Linked DNA regions of Rattus norvegicus: region 2 is linked to region 1. Evidence: chromatin contacts called from public Hi-C data. All regions are on one chromosome and are shown on one strand. The core of a region is the stretch at or near the end of the contact, and the rest is flanking DNA. Distances in the headings are between cores, read along the strand shown.

Region 1 (3,163 bases), core at 652-3,151:
ACCAGCATAGCAGTGATCTTAGGGCTAACAGCTAAAGTATATTCTGATGTGGATGCAGAATAAAGAATGACAATTTTTAGTTGACTCTGTCTTCTTGCAGAGTCCCTATCCCCTCTGGGCTCTTCAATCCTTTCCCTAACTCTTCCTTAAGACTTTCCCACTGAATGTTTAGCTGTGGGTATCTGTATCTGTGTCAATCAGCTGCTTTGTGGAGGCTCTCAGAGAACAGTTATGCTAGGCTCCTGTCTATGGGCATAACAAAGTGTCATTGACAGTGTCAGGGATTGGTTCTTGCCTATGGGATGGGTCTCAAGTTGGGCCAGTTACTGGTTGGCCAATTCCTCGGTCTCTGTTTCATCTTCGTTCCTGCACTTCTTGAAGGCAGGACAAATTATGGGTTAAAGGTTTTTGGGGTGGGCTGGTGCCCTTATCCATCCACAGGGAGTCCTGCCTTGCTATAGAAGGTGACCACTTCAAGCTCCATATCCCCAACTGCTTGGAGACTCAGCTAGAGTCACCCTCATAGACACCATGGAGCCTTCCCCATCTCAGAGACTGAATCATCAGCCAAACAGCATGCATTTGCTAAACCTATGCCCCACCCTGCACATATGCAGCAGATGTGCAGCTTGGCTTTCATGTGGGTGATTCAACAACTGGAATAGGGGCTCCGTCTGACTCTTGCTTGTATGTGAATCCCGTACCAGTAACTAGACTGCCTTGTCTGGCCTCAGTGGAAAAGGATGTGCCTAATCTTTCAGTGAAGGTGGGGTGGGTTGGTACCTTGGGGGATCCTCTCCCTTCTCAGAGAAGAAGGGAAGGGGATGGATGAGGGACTGTGTGAAGGGAAACAGGGAGGAGGGGAACTTCAATCAAGATGTACAGTGAGTAAATTAATGGAAAAATAAAAACTGTTTAAAAATGACAATTTTTGTCACTAGGTGGCAGGATTTTACTATGGTCTTGATTCTCAGCCATGTTGGCAGGTAGAGAAAGAAATTTAAGTAAAAAGAATTGAAATTGCTATAGAAAATGACTCTATACCATACCACATATCGGTTCAACAGAATTTGGGTTTTGCTGCGAAAGTATGAGATTGCATTTGATGGAATACTTAGGTTCCTCATAAAACAGTCAAAAGTTTTCAAATTTCAGAAAAATCATTTCCAGACCCTGAAAAACACAACTAAAATGGATATGGATTTTATATCATGAATATGTTTACTTTCTGTAGGTTTCATGCTTTTTGTATATCTCTCCCTTATTTAATTCTACATTATCAAAGCATTTAGCATGGCATGGCAGAATTCATTGCAATTTGGTATTTTACTCTTTAAAGACTCATTGTGAACCTTGTAAGGGCCCTGGCTTCTGACCACAAAATGGCTTTCTATGAAGACACTCATCTACTTGTCAGAATTTGTTATTTTGTTAACAATGTCTTTATATATTAATACTTCAAGAAAGAAAATTCAGTGTAGGACAAAAGAGCGTCTCAAAAGTATTCTTTTCTGACAGAATAGTTCTTATTAGGTCTCTACTTTCTGTTTGGGGAACATCTTAATCTGAATCTCAGTCTCCTTTGTCTGCTTCATTTAAATGTTGTATTGAGAGAAATCCTTGTTTTTCATCTAACAAAACCCAATTGTCAGTCATTATCTGTAGTTCTAATCAGGAAACGCAGTTAAGTATTATTTTTAGACTTCTATTTGACCAAGGCATTATAGTGCTTCCATTTCTGTCTAGTTTGCCTGAAGAAAGGGTTGATTTCTCCATAAACAGCCTCCATTTTTTCGTTATTCATTGATCTTGTCTTCAACCCTCTGGATCATACCCTTACCCTTTTCCCTGGATCTTTTGCGCGTCATAAAGGCCTCTGTTGAAATCTGAATTCAACTCTTGCCTCAGCAGGTTTGGGTCAGGCTGTGTGGTTAATAATTAATTCCTTGCCTTAGATAAAGGTCAGTTAGATACTGTTTCGATTAGTGAGTCCCTCTGTAGTCTAAATTCCCTAGTATCATTGCTACTTCAAGCATATCCTAGGCCTCTTAACCTTCCTGTTGTCTGGGTAGTTCTTCCAGTGCAGACATTGTCTTGCTTTCATAAAAAATTCAGAGACTGAAACCTATTTTACAATAGAACAATGCAATAGAACAAAGCTTAGGTATGTGCTAACCCTTGCATCACCCAGCGGCACTCTCCTATATAAAGAGCAAGCTGGATGAGAATATTCCTGCCATGCTGATGCTTTTAGCAAGTCCTTGTCGGACAGTTATTTTTATGCCTGACATTCTGCAAAGTACTGAGAACACGCAGGTACAGGAGATGAGTATGACCTCAGAGTGAACAGCTAGTGTGAGGGAGAAATGAGTAAGCTGTGAAGACAGTTCAGAGAGGAGAGTTCAGATGGGAGATGCTCAAGATACCATGGGAATCCAGAGAACGGGAGGCTAATCAACACCTGGGTAATCAAGGAAAGTCTATAAATTACTGTTGCTGTGCAATAATAGGCCTTGGGAGTGATTTCACCTCCTAGTTATGCTCAAATGCCTTGTGGATCAGAGATTTGTGAAAAGCACATTGAGGTCAGTTCTCTGAGGCAGTGTCTGGGATCCCTGCCAGAAACACTCAAATGGCTGGGGAATGGAATTGTGGGAGGTGGCCCAACACACAAGTCTGGCACCTGGGCAGAGACTATCAGCTGCAGCACCTACACATGGCCTCTCCATAAGACCTGAGCTTCTTCACAACGTGAAAACTGAATCCATCGGCAGCTGAGGACTCCAAAGAATATGTTTAATGAGAGAGGTTGCAGCCATCTCTGGAAAACTCAATATGCTGCAAAATAGGTAGTGTGAAAGCTAGCTGCGCAAAACAGTAAGGTGTTGTGGAATATGTGGAGCTAAAGGATTTATAGAATCTACCTGCATGAAATAGAGGTGTTCCAGGCAGAAGGAATAAAACAGGTCCATTCCTCCAGTCTAGGGATGAATTGCAGGGAAGCAACTAGATGGAGCTCAGAATAACTGTTCTTCAAGTATGGGAGGAATTGGTAAGGGATGAGCCTAGACAGGAAGGTGGTAGTGGTGCCTAGGAAGCAGATCCTTTAGGCCAGGAGGAATCATCACAAGTCTTTACAGAAGACATTCAAGCTAAGGCCTGT
Region 2 (3,064 bases), core at 183-2,682, 890 kb after region 1:
ACACGAAAGCCAGCACTAGGTCAAACTATAGATGTCCTTTCTTACTCAACAGCCTATGTAGCACCTTTTGGCATCATATGGCTTATCCAGTAAGGGAGACTTCTGATCAGTCAAGGTTAATTTCTCCATGTCCTGCATGGAAACTGACTGATATCTTGGGTTACCATCTAGTTTTGATGATAATAGAGCAGTGACAATAATCTGTGTTGATTTGGTGCTTCTGATTAGTAACTCATAAGAAAGTGCATGGTACTGAGATTTTCATTATGGTTCACATAATCTTGGAGGACTATTGTCTATCCCTGCAGGATAGTTATATTAAAACCCCTTTAAAACTGTGTTACAATTTTTAATTAGCTTACAAGCTAATAGATTTCTGTAAGGCTTCTTCATACAACTTATTTTGGTTAATATGGACCATAACACTTGTTTTCCTATATCTACCTACCCAATTCTCCAGTTATACTCGAAACTCAAACTACCCAATCCTCTTTTACATCCTTTATACTTTAATTGCCTTTGATATTATTCTCATGCGTTACGGTACTGTAAGTATCTGTATAGCTTTCCACACAGTCTTCGATTCGAACACTTCAGACACTAATAGCAACAATATGTCAGGAGGTAAAACCTGAAGACACAGATCTTAATCTGGGAAATGTTAGATTTGTCAGTGACAATGGCAACAAGCATAATGTATAAGTAAAAAAATGCAAACACAGTTCCATCAAAGACAGGAACACTTGACGGCTCTATATCTTTGAGTTCTTCTGTTTTGGAAGATGCTTAATATAAAAAAAAATAAAACAGAGACTATTAGCTGGTGAAAATGTATTTGAACAAGGGGACCATGTTCCAGTCCAAGCAAGCTGCGTAACTTCCATAATTGACCGCAAAGTTCCGGATTTGGACAAGGATGCAAGAAAAAGGGGTTATGGAATCTTCCTCCATGCCTAAGGAAAGTTGCTGAGGTCAGACATGTGTCAGTGGTTTCCCTTCATGGAGATCTAGAGACACCTTTGTGTGAGGCTGTGAAGCGGAAGCCTAGATTGCCTTGGAGATTCAGAGATATCACAGATGCCAGAGTCACCAGATACCTGCCAAAGAAAGCTGCCAATAGGACGTGGAACCAACCCAAGGAAGAGGAGCGCGTTGCAGTCAACAAAGGTGAAAAGAGTTGGAGATCTGACATCAGGCATGTAGATACAGAACTTGGAGTTTGCCTTGCAAGTTTTAGATCTTGTTTTGATCCATTATTTTTTTTACTCCCCTCTATTTTGGAATGATAGTGTATATTCTGTGTCATTGTATGTTGGAATTATCTGATCTGCTTTCTGATTTTGGTTTTACTGGGATTGCAGGTAAGAGATTGACGTGAGTCTCCGAAGAGACTTCGAACTTTTGGACTTTTAAACAATGTTGAGATTATTGACTTTGGGAACTTTCATAGTCGAATTAAAAACAGCTTTGCATTATGGCTACAAGCCACTGCAGGGCCAGAGAGTGGAATGGGATGGTTAGAATAGGAATAACCCCCATGGGCTCATAGATTTGAAGCTTAGTCATCAGATAGTGGGACTATTAGGAGGAAAGCCCCTGTTTGAGGAAGTATGTCACCAGGGATAGCCTTTGAGGTTTCAAAGTCACAAGCCAGCCCCAGTTGCTCTCTCTCTCTTGTGTCTGCCTTTGGATTGATCTAGAGATCTCTGCTGCCATGTCTGCCTCCAATGTACTGTCATGTTCCCCAATATGATAATATTGGACTAAACCTCTGAAACTATAAGCAAGCCCTCCCTAATCAAATGCTTTCCTTTATAAGAGTTGATTATGATGTCTCTTTACAATAGAACACTGACTAAGACATGTATGTAGACACACACACACACAGACACACATGTCTCTGTGAGTCTCTCTCTCTCTCTCTCTCTCTCTCTCTCTCTGTGTGTGTGTGTGTGTGTGTGTGTGTGTGTATAGGAATGTCAACCTCTTATGCATTTCCACAGGATCCACTCACCTTGTTGTTTGAGAGAAGCTCTCTCAATGAGATCTGGCTCACTGATGAAGAAGACTGGCTAGTGAACTCTTGACTAAAGTCTAATAACATTGAGATTATAACTGCATGTCACCATACCCATTACTTTTTGCATGGATGCAGGGGATGGGGCAGAAGTCCTAGTAGTATGCTGCAAGGATTGCCTTTACCCCTAAGTCATACTTTTCTATAAACTCATACTCATATTTAGATAGTCATCATTATTCATGTAGTTTAAAATATACAGTAAATCATTTGAGCAAAGTCAGAGTGAGAGATGGAGAGTTTATTAAGCATTGTAAAACTCAAATAGTAATAGTTAGTAGACTATTATGGAGGTGGCTTGCACAGTTTGTATGTATTAGGCCCTGCTGTAGGAATACTAAGTTATTCTTTCTTGTCCATTGGTGATGGCCCTTGGAATACTAGAGTCAGTTATATTATGGAATGTTAAAACCTCCAATGATGAATCCACCCCACAGATTATTGACCCCAGAGCTTTCTTCCCATGCTTCCCCTGAGCCACCAATTTCATTGGATTGGTAAAGAGATTAAAAATGAAAATAATTCTATTTGGGCAAAATGACATCATAAAAGGCAGTGTAGATTGACTGACTTATCCATCACAAGGAAATCTGTCAATGTCATGTTCTCTTAAAGAGGGCCGTGGTAATCATGGTTGGATCCTGTTTAAATCATGAATTCTTATTAAGAAGTGTGATTTATTTCACATAATGTTTTCTTATTGTCTCAAAATTAGAATTAATGTTGGGGGTGACCTAGAACTCAGGTACTCTAGTTATGGTTGATGATGGGTATATTTGACTTGCTGTAGAGGGCTGCCCTGACCCATAGCTATGCATTACTGTGGATGTAGTAATCTATTTAGGTAGTTCCCAGTCAAGCTTTTGGCTCTAAGTAAGAAAAATCTGCTACTAGCAGAAATTTTTAGAAAAAAAAGTTCATTGTATTTTATGTGTATGAGTACACTCTAGCTGTCTTCAGACACAGTAGAAGAGGGCATCGGATTAG

The links. Hi-C and Micro-C count contacts between places; a contact is called where the count stands out from the background.
Region 2: a Hi-C map of liver shows a contact between it and region 1, with 5 times the contacts expected there. The contact joins two enhancer-like sites. A contact is called at or near these places in 7 of 12 Hi-C or Micro-C datasets (the A7r5 cell line, Schwann cells, frontal cortex and 4 more).

Annotation. Positions count from the first base shown.
Region 1 is chr4:42,544,345-42,547,507 of GRCr8, forward strand. No RefSeq gene overlaps it. Among named protein-coding and RNA genes, the nearest start is that of Tas2r7l, 10 kb to the left of the region's middle. Within about 2 kb of position 1,902, at least 7 of the 93 cell types and tissues checked have an H3K27ac peak or open chromatin away from gene starts, as enhancers often do. A contact at or near this core is called in liver, where this site is marked.
Region 2 is chr4:43,437,484-43,440,547 of GRCr8, forward strand. No RefSeq gene overlaps it. Among named protein-coding and RNA genes, the nearest start is that of Rnu6-210, 250 kb to the right of the region's middle. Within about 2 kb of position 1,433, at least 1 of the 93 cell types and tissues checked has an H3K27ac peak or open chromatin away from gene starts, as enhancers often do. A contact at or near this core is called in liver, where this site is marked.